Regions from separate parts of the Mus musculus genome. Here region 1 is linked to region 2. Evidence: chromatin contacts called from public HiChIP or PLAC-seq data. All regions are on one chromosome and are shown on one strand. Each heading gives the region's core, a stretch centred on a gene start, on an enhancer-like site or on the middle of the called end of the contact. The rest is flanking DNA. Distances are from core to core; before and after follow the strand shown.

Region 1 (7,120 bases), core at 3,453-5,952, 480 kb before region 2:
AACTGAGACTCAAAGTCAGGAGATTCTTTGAGGACCCCAACAGGTGTAATTTTAAAACAGTAAAATAAGCCAGGCAGCGGTGACACACAACTTTAATCCCAGTAATCTGGAGTCAGAGGCAGAAGGATGAAGATCTCAGAGTTCAAGGTCAGCCTGGTCTTCAGAGTAAGATCCAGGACAGCCAGGACTGCACAGAGAATTCTTGTCAAAAACAAACAAAACAAAAACAAAAAACCTCAACAACAACAAAAAAAATGTCACCAAGTGGTACATATGCCTTTAATTTCAGCACTCAGGAGGAAGAAGCAGGTGTATCTCTGAGTTTGAAGTTTCTAGATAAAGAAAAAAGAAAACTGGAAAAAAAACCAAAGAGAGAGTAACCAATGACTAAGAAGCATCAGCTAACATTCAGAGACTTCACCACATCCTGTTGGTATTAAAAGTAGGAACAGTCACAGCTCTCAAACCTCCAAATTGATTGTGTGTGTGTGTGTGTGTGTGTGTGTATATATATATATATATATATATATATGTATGTATATATATATATACAGGTTGTTGGAAAAAGACATTCTTCACCTTCCATTTTTGTTTATTTAAGAGATTTTTGATTTCAGTATTGGACAACAAACTCAGGGCCTTGAGTAGGTTAGCTAAGTGTGCTTACCACTAAGCTAAACCTTCAGCCACAAAGGGAAATGTTGAAAGCTAACTTTACCAGGTGAAACAAATTCCTCCCCAAGACTTCAGGTTCCAACATCTTCATCAGTAAGTTGGGTAAGAGCAAATTCATTTTGTCCCTCCAGAACTTATTTTACACATACCACACCCACACCTCTTATAGGAGCAGGGGATTCAGAGTATGCATGAACTCACATGTTTGTGCCAGAACCCCAAGAGCTTGAGGCACAGGCTTCATGTTTGAAGTGGTAACAAATATTTACTATGAAAACACAGCCATCCTTTTAAAAACAATACACTATAAACATTAAATGGGTTTTGTTTGTTTTTGTGACGGCTGTTCTGGAACTCATTCTGTAGACCACACTGACCTCGAACTCAGAGATCGCCATGCCTCTACCTCCCATGTGCAGAAATTAGAGGCATGCACCACAACCCCTGGGCTACTTTAGCTTTGTTTTGTTTTGGGTTGTTTGAGACAGGGTTTATTGGAGTCACCCTGGCTGTCATGGAACTTGCTCTGCATACCAGACTGTCCTCAAACTCACAGAGCCTGCTTCTGTCTCCTGAGCGCTGAGATGGGTTTTACTATTTTAAAATATTTATATTTCTTTTTAATTAGATCTTTTGGAACTTCTCACAGAATCTACTGATTTGACTCTCTTTTTTCCACTATTATTTTATCTAATTTTGGTCCTGGGATCAAGGGCATGAGTCATCACACCAGGATAAACATTAAATTAAACTTTTTATGCTAGGCAACAGTATTCTGCTATTGTTAATTTCCTGACTTTGATATAGTGTGGCTCTGAAAACTAGTATTTTTATTTTTAGAACATAAACCCTTAATTATGGTAAAGATTACAGGATAATTTGCAGGGGTCTCTGTTATAAAATGACATAAAGTAAGTGGTTTAAAATGACACAAATTCAGTCAGTCAACAACAAATGTGTTGACCAGTAGCATGCTTGCTTAGTATATACAGAGCTCTGGGTTTTATCCCTAGCAACACAGAAAATCAGATGTGGTCATGCACACCTGCTGCTGGAGGCCAGCCCTGGAGGGGGTTTCTTCTTTCTTGTCAGTTCTTGAGGCAGTGGAGGGGGAAGAGCGTAGGCTGAGGGTAAGACTTTGTCTTACAAGAAATTTAGGGTTGCTGTATAATAAAAAGTTTACTTAACTAAGTCTAAGTTACTATGCTGTTGTAGCTGACCTGCCTTCTGTGATCCTCTGAGGCCAGAAACTGCAGTTTCTGGCACTTAGCACCTCATCCTAAAACAGCAGGAGATTAAGTAAAGGATTAATTGCTAGAGCCTTTCCCCTATTCTCCAGATGCCACTTGCTTTTGGGATAGGAGGATGTTTGGAGCAATAAACTTCTATTGAACCAGCAGAAGAGAATAACACAGAAGGAAAAACTTTTACATAAGTGAACATGCATAATCTAACATAGATTCATATTCAGCTTCATTCATGCTCATTTAACATTTTCATTCAAACTCTGTTGGGCCCAGCTTGCATGCATTCTCACAATTACATACTTACACACACACATGATACATTCTCACAATTACATACTTACACATCCATACTTACATATACATGTGGAGCAAAAGACCAAGCACCAGTGTAGAAAGAACTCTCTCATTCTGGACAAAAAAGGAGCTCCAATCTTTATTACATAGAGAAAGAAAAGGCTTCTACCCTTTTAATGCTAAATGAATTAAACCCATGTTTGTAAGAAAAAAAAAAAAGCTTTGTTTCTTTTAATAAGACTAAGCCTGCCTTGTCCTTACCATGGGACCTGTTCTGTCCCATGGTAAGGAGAAGCCTGCCTGCTCCTTCTGCTCTCTGCAGCATCTTCTTTTTTCCTCTTACCCTCTGCATTCTGCATATTGCTCTCTTAGTATTTTATGTTACCTATAGTTTCTAAGTTATTCCACTCTACATTCTCCTTCTAATCTAAAAAGTGTTCTGTCTAAAAACTTCTCCTCAATTCAGTTCCTCTCTCAGCTCAGTTCTTTTCACCTCCATTCCTCTCACCTCAGTCCCTCAGTTCTAACTCCTCTCTTTGTCCTCAGTCCTTAAACATTTTTCAGAATACATGATCACATTTTACAAAGTTCATCACAAGTTCACACAGAAAATCAAATCATAAATTGAAATAGAAGTTTACAACAGAGAATGTTTACATGCATATCTATTAGGAGTAATTATCTAGCTAAACATCCATCACCTGTCTCAGCTCCACAGGTTCACTGAAGGTTTAAAACCATAACTAAGTTATTAGCGAAGTTTTATATAGATAAACCCAGCCAATATTTTATCTTCTGTCCTAGCACCTATAATAAATCATTAGTTCCCTTTTTATAACCTTTGGTTAATTGTTTTACAACCTCTTGGAATGTGCTCTGAGTAGAAGAAAGTCTGGTTACTAAGAGCAATTAACTGGTGACACTTGGAAGACTGGCAGAGTTCTCATCCAGTTTTGACTATCAGAAAAGGACCCAATAGCAGTCCTACTATTAATGAGCTTAATAATCACTGATATAATTTTAGGAATTCTTATAGGATCATCATAAAGACTTGTCATTTATTTATCTACCCACTCCAAAGGGGTGTGTTATTACTTAGTGATTATTATATATGTTTAAAATAACAGGAAAGCATATTAATAGCAGGAATCTTTTCTAAAATGAATCCCTTACAGCCTTGATAAATAAGGGCACACCTGCCACAGATTATATAATAATCTGAAGCAGGCCATTTCAGGATGATCACCTGCTGGTTATTAGCTTGTCCCATTATGGCTCCTGACAACCTGCAATACTAGAATCTGGGTGGTGAAGGCAGGTGGATTACTAGTTTAAGGTCATCTGTGTAAACAGTGATTTTTCAGCAGGCCCACATTAAGACTCTGCTTCAAAAAACCAACCAACTTCAATAACATCAAAATCATTAAGAATCGTATTGCCTCCCCCTTTCCAGGCAGGGGTCACCAGCTTTACCCTCCCTCCGAGAAGCCCTGACCTTCCCCTTCTGAGCCCCTGCTTTGCTGAAAATCTTGGTTGTCTTTCCCTTGCAACTACTTAACTCCAGTATCTGCCTTGGTTACCACATTACATTTTCCTGGTGTTCCAGTCTCTACATGGTCACCCTTAGAAAGATTGAATCTACAATCTCTTTTTGCCACCTTTGGGTATTCGAGGTCAGGACTTTGACATATTTGTTTCAATCAGGGTCTACAACTCAACACTCCAGCCAACTGTAAAGACAATTTTTAATAATATCTAAGCAACCTTGCCCATCACAAGTTCACACAGAAAATCAAATCATAAATTGAAATAGAAGTTTACAACAGATGTTTACATGCATATCCATCAGGAGTAATTATCTAGCTCAACATCCATCACCTGTTTCAGCTCCACAACTTCACCAAATAGCTAAGGGGAAAAATAATGTGAGTCTTTAAAGGATGAACTCAAGTGAAAGGCTTAGACCCAAATACTGGGTGTGTCCATACATGTCTGCTTCTCTGTGTGTTATTTCTCAGCCTCACACCCATGAATATAAACATAAATATATAAATATATCTCTACCCTCTACAGTCTCAGATATCCAACCCTCACGATGCCTACACGTTATTTATTTTCTTTTTGTATCTGGGAGGCCTCTGGAGTATCTGCTCCTCTGAAGTCTCTAGCCCACCCAACAATCTCTTGTGGTCAGTTTACTTACTTCAAAGTCGGAAAAAGCCAGATACAGTCGGAAGGATTGTCTATAGATCCAACTGGAGCAAGTATTGGAGGATTTTGACAATTAATGAATTTTTCTCCTTTAAAAAAAAAAAAAAGGTAAAATAGTTAAAGTACTGCTACAAGTCTTGGCTACCCTGCTAAAGTAAATCCAAATAACCATAACAGAGAATACAAACTGGTCCTGGTGGGTCTAGATGTGAGGGAGGAAAGGGGTAAGACAAAAGAAGGGCACACACCTACTCAAATAACAAAGCAAATAAAAGCATACAAGAGAAAAGAAGCAGAGGACAAAATTCGCTGACTCATTGCCCAAGGGCTTCCAGGTCAGTCCTTAATATATGGCAACTGGGACTGGGTAGAAAAAGTCTATGGTGCTATTTGATTGGCCAATGTGCCATTCCCTCTCATTGGTTGGGAGGGGGTGAGGGGGAGATTGGTGAAAGAAAGGAAGGATATGATTGATATTGGAGATTGGTGTGTGAATCTCAGCCCTCAAGACCTGGTATTCTACAGATTGTTGATGTTGCAGTGAATCTGGATATAGGCTTCCTGAGGAACTCCAGATAAGGGATCTCCAAGGTTTCTGGTTGTATGAATGCATCCCTTCATTCTCCTTGCGTGTGGTTATTATTGTATGTATGCCATCACTATCTCACATTTAATAAGAGTGTATAAATGAGGTTAGAGGCAGCCTCTCTGTCTTTGTCCCCACAACCCCCATGTAGTCCAGGCTGGCACTGAACTCAGGCTTGTCATGTATCTGCCTCTTAAGTGCCAGGACTACAGGTATGTACAACCCTTGTGGCTAAATTTCAAGTTCTAACTATAAATACCAAGGCTATATTCCCTTCCCTGGCTTAAGCTACCCAATGTTAACTGCTGTTTGAAAATATTAAGTGTGGAAAGAGCCAGCAGTGAGAAGACTAAGCTGGTTGTACTTGACATCAAGCCTTGAAGACCTGAGTTCATGGTGGAAGGAAAAATTTACTCCTGCAAGTTGTCCTGTAATTCATTCACTCATGTACACACAATTTATAGATGGATAAATAAATGTAATAAATATCTTAAAAGTTAAGTGATAAATCCCAAAAATAAAGAACTCAATATTATTAAATAACTTTTACTGTGTATAATTAATGTTACTCTGTTTTATTATATTATTAATTATATTTTAAGTTATCTTATAAGTTATTAATAATTTTCTATGCCTAATATATAGATTAAACTTCTGTAGGTGAATATATGGAAAAAATGTACAGGGATCTAACAAGGATCTATTCTTAGTCTCACACATCAACTGGACAGCTTCAAATGGACTTAGATGGTCAATGTAAATACACGGTAATTATTATATATATATATATATATATATACACATATTGGGAAGATGGTCAGGTTTATATATCAATTTTGTATTGATCAAACCGGTCTTATGTATTTTGTTTTGTTAATCATGGCTGGCTGCATGTGGAACTCAAGCAGGGTCCTTGAGCATGTCACACAACTGCTCCATCACTGAACTAGAACTCCACCCTGTCCACTGTCCAGTGTGCTCTAGCGTTTTCATTGTAGTGCCACACTTCCAGCCAACCCCCTACTCCCCCAACCAAAAAAAAAAAAAGCTGCTGCTTCTGAACCCAAGAACCAGAGTTCTCTTGTTAAAGGAGAGAACTGACTCTCCTGAGTTGTCCTCTGACCTCCACTCATAGACATGGAGACATGCACACACACACACACACACACACACACACACACACACACAGAGTAAAAACTCAAAGGTATCATCTTAAATGATCTTTCCTTTCATCATGAGTTTTAGCTGCTTCAGTTTTGAACTGTTTTATTGTTTTGTTTGGGGGTTTTTCTAGTTTATAAAGTCCTGGGAATATATTCTGCCCCCCCTTTGAGTCTACTGAGAGGACCATCATTTTTGTTTTGGGGTGCATGATGGGAAGAGTCACAGTCACCAATGGTACTCAGAACACTTGACTGATTTCAGGAGACAGCTGAAGGTGGGAACAGGTCCTCAGTGATGATTACAGATGCCAGGTGATTCTAGAATGTTGAATCCTGGGTTAAGGATCTAGACCAGTGTTCTCCACCTTCCTGAGGCTGCTGTCCTCTCATGCAGTTCTTCATGCTGTGGTGACCCCCAACCATAAGGTGATTTCCCTTTCTATTTCATAACAGCAATTTTCTATTTTTATGAATTGTAATATGATAGACTGGATATCTGATACAGTGAAAAGTAGTTTGACCAACCACACACAAGGGGTCAAGACCTACAGGTCATTAGAAAGTCTGTCTATACCTCCTTCACCACTATAATCTACACGTTGCACATGTATTTATTTACTTTTAGGGAAATTTATTTAATTTTTTATTTAATATATAAGAGAGAGTAATTTTCTGGAGTCAGTTTTCTCCTTCCATGTGTTGGTCCCAGGAATTGAATTCAGGTCATCAGGCTTGATGGCAAGCACCTTTACCAAAGGAGCTAACTCGGTGGCCCGCCACAGCATTTGTGACATCTCTCAAGGTCCATTTACATGGAACCTTGGCAGGTGATGACATATCTTATTCCTTAGTAGTTTATGGCATCTCTAAGCTATGTGAAATTGAAATTGTGTGTGGAGAAGTTCATTGACTTCTGTGCCCTCCAGATATCTTGCTGTGAAGTT
Region 2 (7,326 bases), core at 2,055-4,554:
TCCACCACAGACATTAATTTCCCACAGTTCCAGAGGCGGGGGGGGGGGGGGGGGAAGGATGGCAAGTTTGGTTCAGGGTAAGGGTTCTCTTCTCATCTTGCAGATGGGTGCAGATTTGTGCCTGCTTGCTCATCAATGTCTAGCCTATAGGAATAATTCAGTCTGACCTAGCTGTTGCAGCTAGAGTGAAGTCACTAACAAAAGCTGGCCTTGCCCTTCTGTGAGTAATGGTATCTGCTAGTGTTAACAGAAAGGGCCCCTCACACTGACTAAACTGAGAAGTAGGAGGTAGCCTTGAAAGTTTACAGTATCAGCAGCTTTTAACAAAAGGTCCTGTCAGCTGTCGGAAGTCACTGGGACAGTGTGAGGCAAAATGGTTTAAAGTTCAAGGAAGAGCCCATCCTTACAGAGTGCTGGGAATCAGCAGTTTCCAAGAGGAACAGAAAGAAGAGAGTCCAGGAGGGAAAACAAGGGCTTAGAAACAGAGGAACCTAATCTGGAACAGAAGCTGCTAGGGACTTCCATCGATGTAAGCCTCAGCTCTGGGGTGGGATTTCACAAGCCACAGACAAGAAAACAGCATTCATGACAGTGATAAGGAGATTACAGAAACAGGAAGCCAACCAAGCCCAACAGCCTTCCACCCATGCTGGTAGCACACAGAACCAGCATGAGGAAATGCTGAGAGTTTAAAACTTGGGGTGCCTGTCATCTTTTCTCAGACTCTTTTGAAAATATTCCCAGAAATGAAATAGCTGGGTCATGTAGTAGTTCTGTTTTTGACTTTCTGAGGAACCTTCATGCTGATTTTTGTAGTGTCTGGACAAATTTACATTCCCACTAAAAATGCATAAGGGTTCCCTTTCTCCCACATCCTCACTAAGTTCTTCTTCTTCTTCTTCTTCTTCTTCTTCTTCTTCTTCTTCTTCTTCTTCTTCTTCTTCTTCTTCTTCTTCTCCTTCTCCTTCTCCTCCTCCTCCTCCTCCTCCTCCTCCTCCTCCTCCTTCTAGTTTATTTTTTAAAAACTTTTTATTGATTCTTTGTGAATTTCACATCATGCACCCCAACCCACTCATCTCCCTGTCCCTTCATATCCACCCTTGCAACCTCCCCAAAAGAAAATAAAAAAATATATATATCATGGAAGTTGTGGTGTGTCACAGTGTGTCTCACAGCATACCATTTTGTTCATACATATTTACTTGGAAATGTTTATTGCAATGAGTCATCGGTCTTGTTTGACGACTCTGACTTCTGCTGCACCATCAATACCGGATCCTCACCAGGACTCCCTCTCAGATATCCTCTAGTTCCCTGTGTCACAGAGATCCTGCAGCTCTGGATCTGTACAACCAATCCCTTTATCCACCAGTTCATAGATGGGGTAGATGTTGGGATGGGCCAACTCAAAGCCCTGGATCTGGGTAGTAGCTGAGTACCAACTCAGCCCTCTAGCTCTCCCAAACCTTCACCACTAGAGTGAACTCTCCAGCACTGCCCTGGCTATATCACCCAATGCCACAACTGACAAGGGGCAGGGCCAGCTCTACTGCTCTCATGCCCTCACCCGTGGCACTAGAGCCAACTCTACTATGCTGCCCAGGTGAGGTACAAAGCCCACTCTCCTGAGTGCTGTAGCCAGAGAGGGGTGGGGCCAGCTATCCCACTGTCGTGACCCCAGAGACAGCTCTTCAATCTGCCTGAGGTGGGAACATCTCTCCTGTGCCCACACACTCTCCAAGCAGCTCACTCAAGCCCCTGCCACCAGGGCTAGTTCTACTATGCTGCCTAGGCATGATTCGGGGCCTGGTATCCCAAATGCTGCAACAAGTGAGGCCATCTCTTCATAGCCCTTTTATTATCAGCATGGTCCCAGGCAGCAGACAGACCAGGGTCCTCTGCATAGACTTTGGTTGTAAAATGAACCACAGAAATCAACAGAGACCCCTGCTGCTACCTGGTCATGGACCTAGACATGGCCCTCAGCAGCAGTATCATAGGCCAGGGCTTTATCATGGCCTCAGGTAGCAAAACAGGCTACACACATTAGGTTATTCCGCTCCACCCTCACATCTCCAGTTCTGCCTCTCTTCATACCGCTCAAACCATTCCAAGTCTCTTTCTTTCCCATCTTTACGCTACATATTTGTATATCATAGTGGCTCATGGTGGGTGAGCCTCTGGGTCATCTGCTGTTTTCTTAATGATAACACTCCCACTAAAAATGTATACAACTCTCTTTCCCCCACCTTTTCACCAGCATCTGTTGTTATTTGTTTTCTTAATGATAGTCTTTCTGACAAAGGTCCCTGGTAGCCTGGAAGTACGCCAATTTGGACATCTAATTCACTCTGGCTGGCAGATAATGATGATTCAGTTGACATTCTACTGTTACCGTGTAAGAAAACCCACAGATGGATGAACTTGGCAGGAGCATACTTGTGCAGGGAGATGGTAAGGCTTTTGCCAGGAAGAGAGAAAGAGAAAGAGAGAAAGAGAGAGAGAGAGAGAGAGAGAAAGAAAGAAAGAAGGAAGGAAGGAAGGAAAGAAAGGGCAGGAAGGGAAGAAAAGGAAAGGGGACGCAAGGACAGAAAAGAGGGGGAAATCCCACAGGTGAACAGCCCAGCTTTCCTGAATCCTATTCTATAAAACCATAATTAGAATAGAATGGGTGCTATTATATCTATTATGTGGAGTAATTTACTACACAGCTGGGATAATCAGTACATTACTATAGAGGAGTATGCAAAAATTAACCAGGAAAAACTCAAAATCAAATTTTATGCATATTCTAGCCTGATATACATAGTAAGTTCCAGATGTCCAGGGCTACAAAAAAGAAACCCCATTTTCTATTTTTAAAAAGTACTTTATCATTACAAAAACATCAAAAATTCATAAAACTTCCTCTGTGTGACTATTTTAAGGAATCAATACAAGATTTGAGAAATTACATGGAGTCTTGCAAAGTCTTGATAATGGAACCTGTTGACAGTCACAAAGTGCACTCAATCCCTTTGGAGTCTCGGAGCTCCGTGCTAATACGTGTCAGTCTCCGTCTTGGACCACACCTTCTAGAATGCCTGAAATTTAGAGAGAACACTAACGAATTATCAAAACCAGCCTTTGGTGTGCACTCAAGTGCGATGGAAAGATTTCCTAAGTCATCGTAATTTGTTCACATGGAAACAGCAGAGAAAGCTAGAAGACACTAGCTTCGAAACTTCTTAGTTGTCTGTCCCTGAGCCCTTTGTGGTACTTCCTCCTCAGAGCCCAGCTCCAGCAGTCCCCTTAGCGGCTGTTTTTAGCAACCACACCCTCTGACTGTGGGTTTGCTCTGCAGTGGCTTTAAGGTTTGAATACGAAATGCCTTCCACAAACAGACACTACAGAATCTTAGGTGTCGAGACAATGGGCATTTGAGAAGGAATTGGAACCTTCAGATCCTGGACTCCTTCCTTGGTAGATTCGTAATATGAGAGCATTCTTAGGAGACAGCCAAAACAGGAAGTGGGATCCAGATAAGAGAAGCAGGTCGTTTAGGGTGTGCCCCTGAAGGATGTATCTTTTACCCCTTCCCCTTTGTGTCCTTCCTGTCTCCTTCTTTGACTTCTGGCCACTATGGGGTGAACAGTATCTGCCGTATACTCCTGCCACCACGGTGTTCCACCTCACTGAAGATCTAGAAACACGGCAAAGGGTCAGGAACTAAGCATCTGAAACTGTGACCCAAAACAAATTCTCTCTTTAATTTGTTCCTCTCAGAACACATTTCACTATGTGTCATAGTGGGGGGAGGGGGGAGTCTAACACAGAGTATGTACACAAAGCCTCACAATGGGACTGTTGATGTAATTCGGTTGGTAGAGTGCTTGTCTATTACCAGCAGAGCCCCGAGTTCCATCCTCAGCACTGCACAAACCAAATGTGGTTTAGTTCCAGCACTCAGGGAGCAGTAGCGGTTTGAAGCCAGCCTAGGACACCCTGTCTCAAAACAAACAAATGAAAAACATTGGGATTCAATGAACAGAACTGATATTAGTCCACTGTGTTCATAGCGTTCATGATGGTCCACGGTAGCTTAGACTTCCTGGTAGTCATTTCCTTGAGTCAGGCTGACCTTAGAGTATAGAAAGAAGTTTACTGTCTTGCTGTCACGCATTGCTGTTGCTTGCGGTCATGTCACAGGACTCTGAGGCAGTAGTGGAGAGACTCGTGAGATGAGGAAGTGAGGTCTCTGCGAGCAGCCGGAGGCATGAACACCTGAAAGCAATTAAGCCCCACCTCCAGCCAAATCTCCTAATGACGGAGTAGACGTTCTCCCTCGTCCGAGAGAGACTGTAGTGAAACGACCCCACTAAGATGTCTCAAATTCCCAACACACAAGACTGTATGACACAATACATGCTTCCTGTTTAAGTCCTGATGTCCCATGGTGATTTTTACTATTTATATGTAATATGCTCATCATGCAAATGAAAAGTAAGCTCAGAGACAGCAACAGAGGACGCACAGTGGGACCCCAGAGCAAAGGCTGATCGTTCACCAGTTCTTCAATTGACTGCAGATGAGAGAGGTCAGGTTGGGGGACACTGAAGCCATTCCCAAGCAAGATGGATGGGCCACCAGCTCAGCTCCTCTCACTGGCAATCTCTGAGAACAGAAGTGACCCAGATTCTGTTTTCCCTTGCTTGGGGAAACATCTGCCTCCACATGCACGGTTCTCTCCACCTAAACAAAATAATTGACTCAAGTCCCTGTGCCACTGGACCTCCACTGGCGCCACACGTGAAATGACCACTGACTCTCACAGCTACAGTGCTGCCAGCTGTGCCCAACGAGGGCTGTGGGGCCGGCCTCGCACCGAGGATCACTGCCTACAACTCTGACCTTGCCTCACAGGTCCCCCGTTGTTGATTCGCGAGGTTACTCTTGAATAGGTGCTAAGGGAGCTTTTGAAATGCACACGATATCCAGTTACTCACTGGTCATATGAATGTCAATCACCCCTGCACAGGCGGGGCTACAGGCTATTTGAGCTCTCGGGAGGAAGCAGAATGTGATGGCTACTGAGTAACAACCAGCCAGTCCTACTGGTTCTGTCTTTTCATCCTTGAACACATTCCGTTAAGAGTCACTATAATCCCCAGGCACAAGTGAATTGAGCGAGTCAAAGGGTTTTAGAAAAGAAAGCCACATCGCCGGGGCGTGGTGACGCACGCCTTTGGTCCCAGCACCCAGGCAGAGGCAGGCGGATTTCTGAGTTCGAGGCCAGCCTGGTCTACAGAGTGAGTTCCAGGACAGCCAGGACTACACAGAGAAACCCTGTCTCGAAAAACAAAAAACAAACAAACAAAAAAAGGAAGCCAAAAGTTCTAAGTAGCCCACTGCCAGTCTTCAAGGTCAAGAGAGACCTGGGATGGTGAACCTTGCTGATCAAGTGAAATAATATAAGCCCGGAGCCTTCTGTGGAACCCGAGAATTCCAGCACCAAAGAGGAAGAAATGACACGCAAGGTGTCAGTAAAGAAAACTCCAGAGCCCATTGTGGGTTAAGTGGGGTTGTGTTGCTGGCCGGTCTCCACCACAGTCTCCTCTCCACCTGCTCCTCTTCAAACGGATGCCTTGGATCCTTGATGGTCTTCAGAGTTACTTTGGGGTTTGACACTGGGAAGAGCCACTATCTGATAGAAATATTAAATCAGTCACATATGTACTTTTAAATCCTTTTCTAGACACACTGTCGTTAAACATCTAAAATAGATAAAGGGTGTAACTCGATGGTAGAGTATTTGCAAGTATACGCAAGGCCCAGGGTTCAATCTCTGAGCGATGAGGGGAGGGGAGTCGATGTGGGGAATAAGTTAAATTAATGCTATATTTAACATACCTAACATATGTTAACATGTAACTAGTTTATTATATAGACTAAAAGGACGGTCTGCATTTTTATTCTACTATCTTCAAAACCTGGTGTGTAGTTTGTACTTAAACACACTGTAGTTAAGATCAACCGACTAACAAGGTACAACAACTCTCAGAGCTGTGTGCCTGACATGCGAAAAGGAAGGAATTGTCCTTTAAAAAAGCGACAGTCTCCCTCTGGTGGGAAAAACGGAAATTGCAGGAATAAACAAAAGACTCCAAAGAGCAAAAACAGCTGTGACACCCACACTGGGCCGCCTGCCCTGGTGTTGTGTTTGCATTTTATTTATTTTATTATTTTATTCACACACACTCACTCATGGTCATCCCCCTGCCTCAGAAAATCACTCACAGTCATTCCCCTGCCTCAGAAATTCACTCACAGTCATCCCCCTGCCTCACACACACAATCAGTGCCATCCACCTGCCTCACACACTCACTCAGGGTCATCCCCCTGCCTCAGAAACACACTAACAGTCATCCCCCTGCCTCAGAAACTCACTCACAGTTAAACCCCTGCCTCATACATTCACTCAGCTTCATCCCCTGCCTCATTTTCATGCCCCTGCCTCTCGCATTCAATCAGCATCATTCCCCTGCCTCAGAGACTCAAACACAGTTATCCCTCTGCCTCAGAAAATCACTCACATTCATGCGCTGCCTCACACAGTCATACAGCGTCCTACCCCTGCCTCACACGTTCAATCCAGGTCATCCCCCTGCCTCAGATACTCACTCACAGTCATCCCCCTGCCTCACACAGTCACTCAGCGTCATCCCCCTGCCTCACACATTCAATCCAGGTCATCTCCCTGCCTCGGAAACTCACTCACAGTCATTCCCCCGCCTCAAACAATCACTCAGCATCAACCCCCTGCCTCAGACAGTCACTCCCCGCGCCTGTGCTCCCTGATTTAAAGCGCGACCCCTTCACCGGGTCGGATCCGCCAGCCTGGCCGGCTTCCCCTCACCCTGGCTGGGAGGCGACGGGCAGATCCGACCCCTTGGAGGACTTCCGGAGCGGAAGTTTTTCCCGGCGTGCTCTCTGCCGCCACCCGGTGGTGACCGAGGAGAATGCGGCCGTCGTGAGGATTCCATTGTCTTCTTTCAAATGACGTCACCACCGGGAGGCTCGATGGCGGCCGCGCTGCAGACGGGAGGGGCCGGGGGTCCAGACTGTCCGTGTGGATTCTCGGGTCCCGTCTGTCTCGCTTTCCCCAGGGCGGGACCCCTCCCCCACCCCCAAAATCACTCGCCGTGAGGACCAAAGGCCACAGGGATCATCCCCCTGCCTCACACATTCATTCCTGGTCATCCCCCTGCCTCAGAAACACACTCACAGTCATCCCCCTGCCTCAGAAACTTTTTTTGGTTTTTCGAGACAGGGTTTCTCTGTGTAGC

Evidence for each region. HiChIP or PLAC-seq counts read pairs in DNA pulled down with a chosen protein or histone mark.
Region 1: a contact with region 2 is called in an H3K4me3 HiChIP or PLAC-seq map of embryonic stem cells, with 4 times the contacts expected there. The contact joins two enhancer-like sites. A contact is called at or near these places in 7 of 115 datasets of contacts at active chromatin or transcription factors (T-cell acute lymphoblastic leukemia, embryonic stem cells and stem cell-derived neural progenitor cells).

Annotation. Positions count from the first base shown.
Region 1 is chr9:124,406,368-124,413,487 of GRCm38.p6, reverse strand. No RefSeq gene overlaps it. Among named protein-coding and RNA genes, the nearest start is that of 4930526I15Rik, 13 kb to the left of the region's middle. Within about 2 kb of position 4,702, at least 7 of the 459 cell types and tissues checked have an H3K27ac peak or open chromatin away from gene starts, as enhancers often do. A contact at or near this core is called in embryonic stem cells, where this site is marked.
Region 2 is chr9:123,925,104-123,932,429 of GRCm38.p6, reverse strand. Gm51701 (a long non-coding RNA gene) reads right to left here and starts at 7,282. Exons shown (of 2, transcript XR_003948284.1): 1 at 6,897-7,282; 2 at 3,724-5,683. Within about 2 kb of position 3,304, at least 183 of the 459 cell types and tissues checked have an H3K27ac peak or open chromatin away from gene starts, as enhancers often do. A contact at or near this core is called in embryonic stem cells, where this site is marked.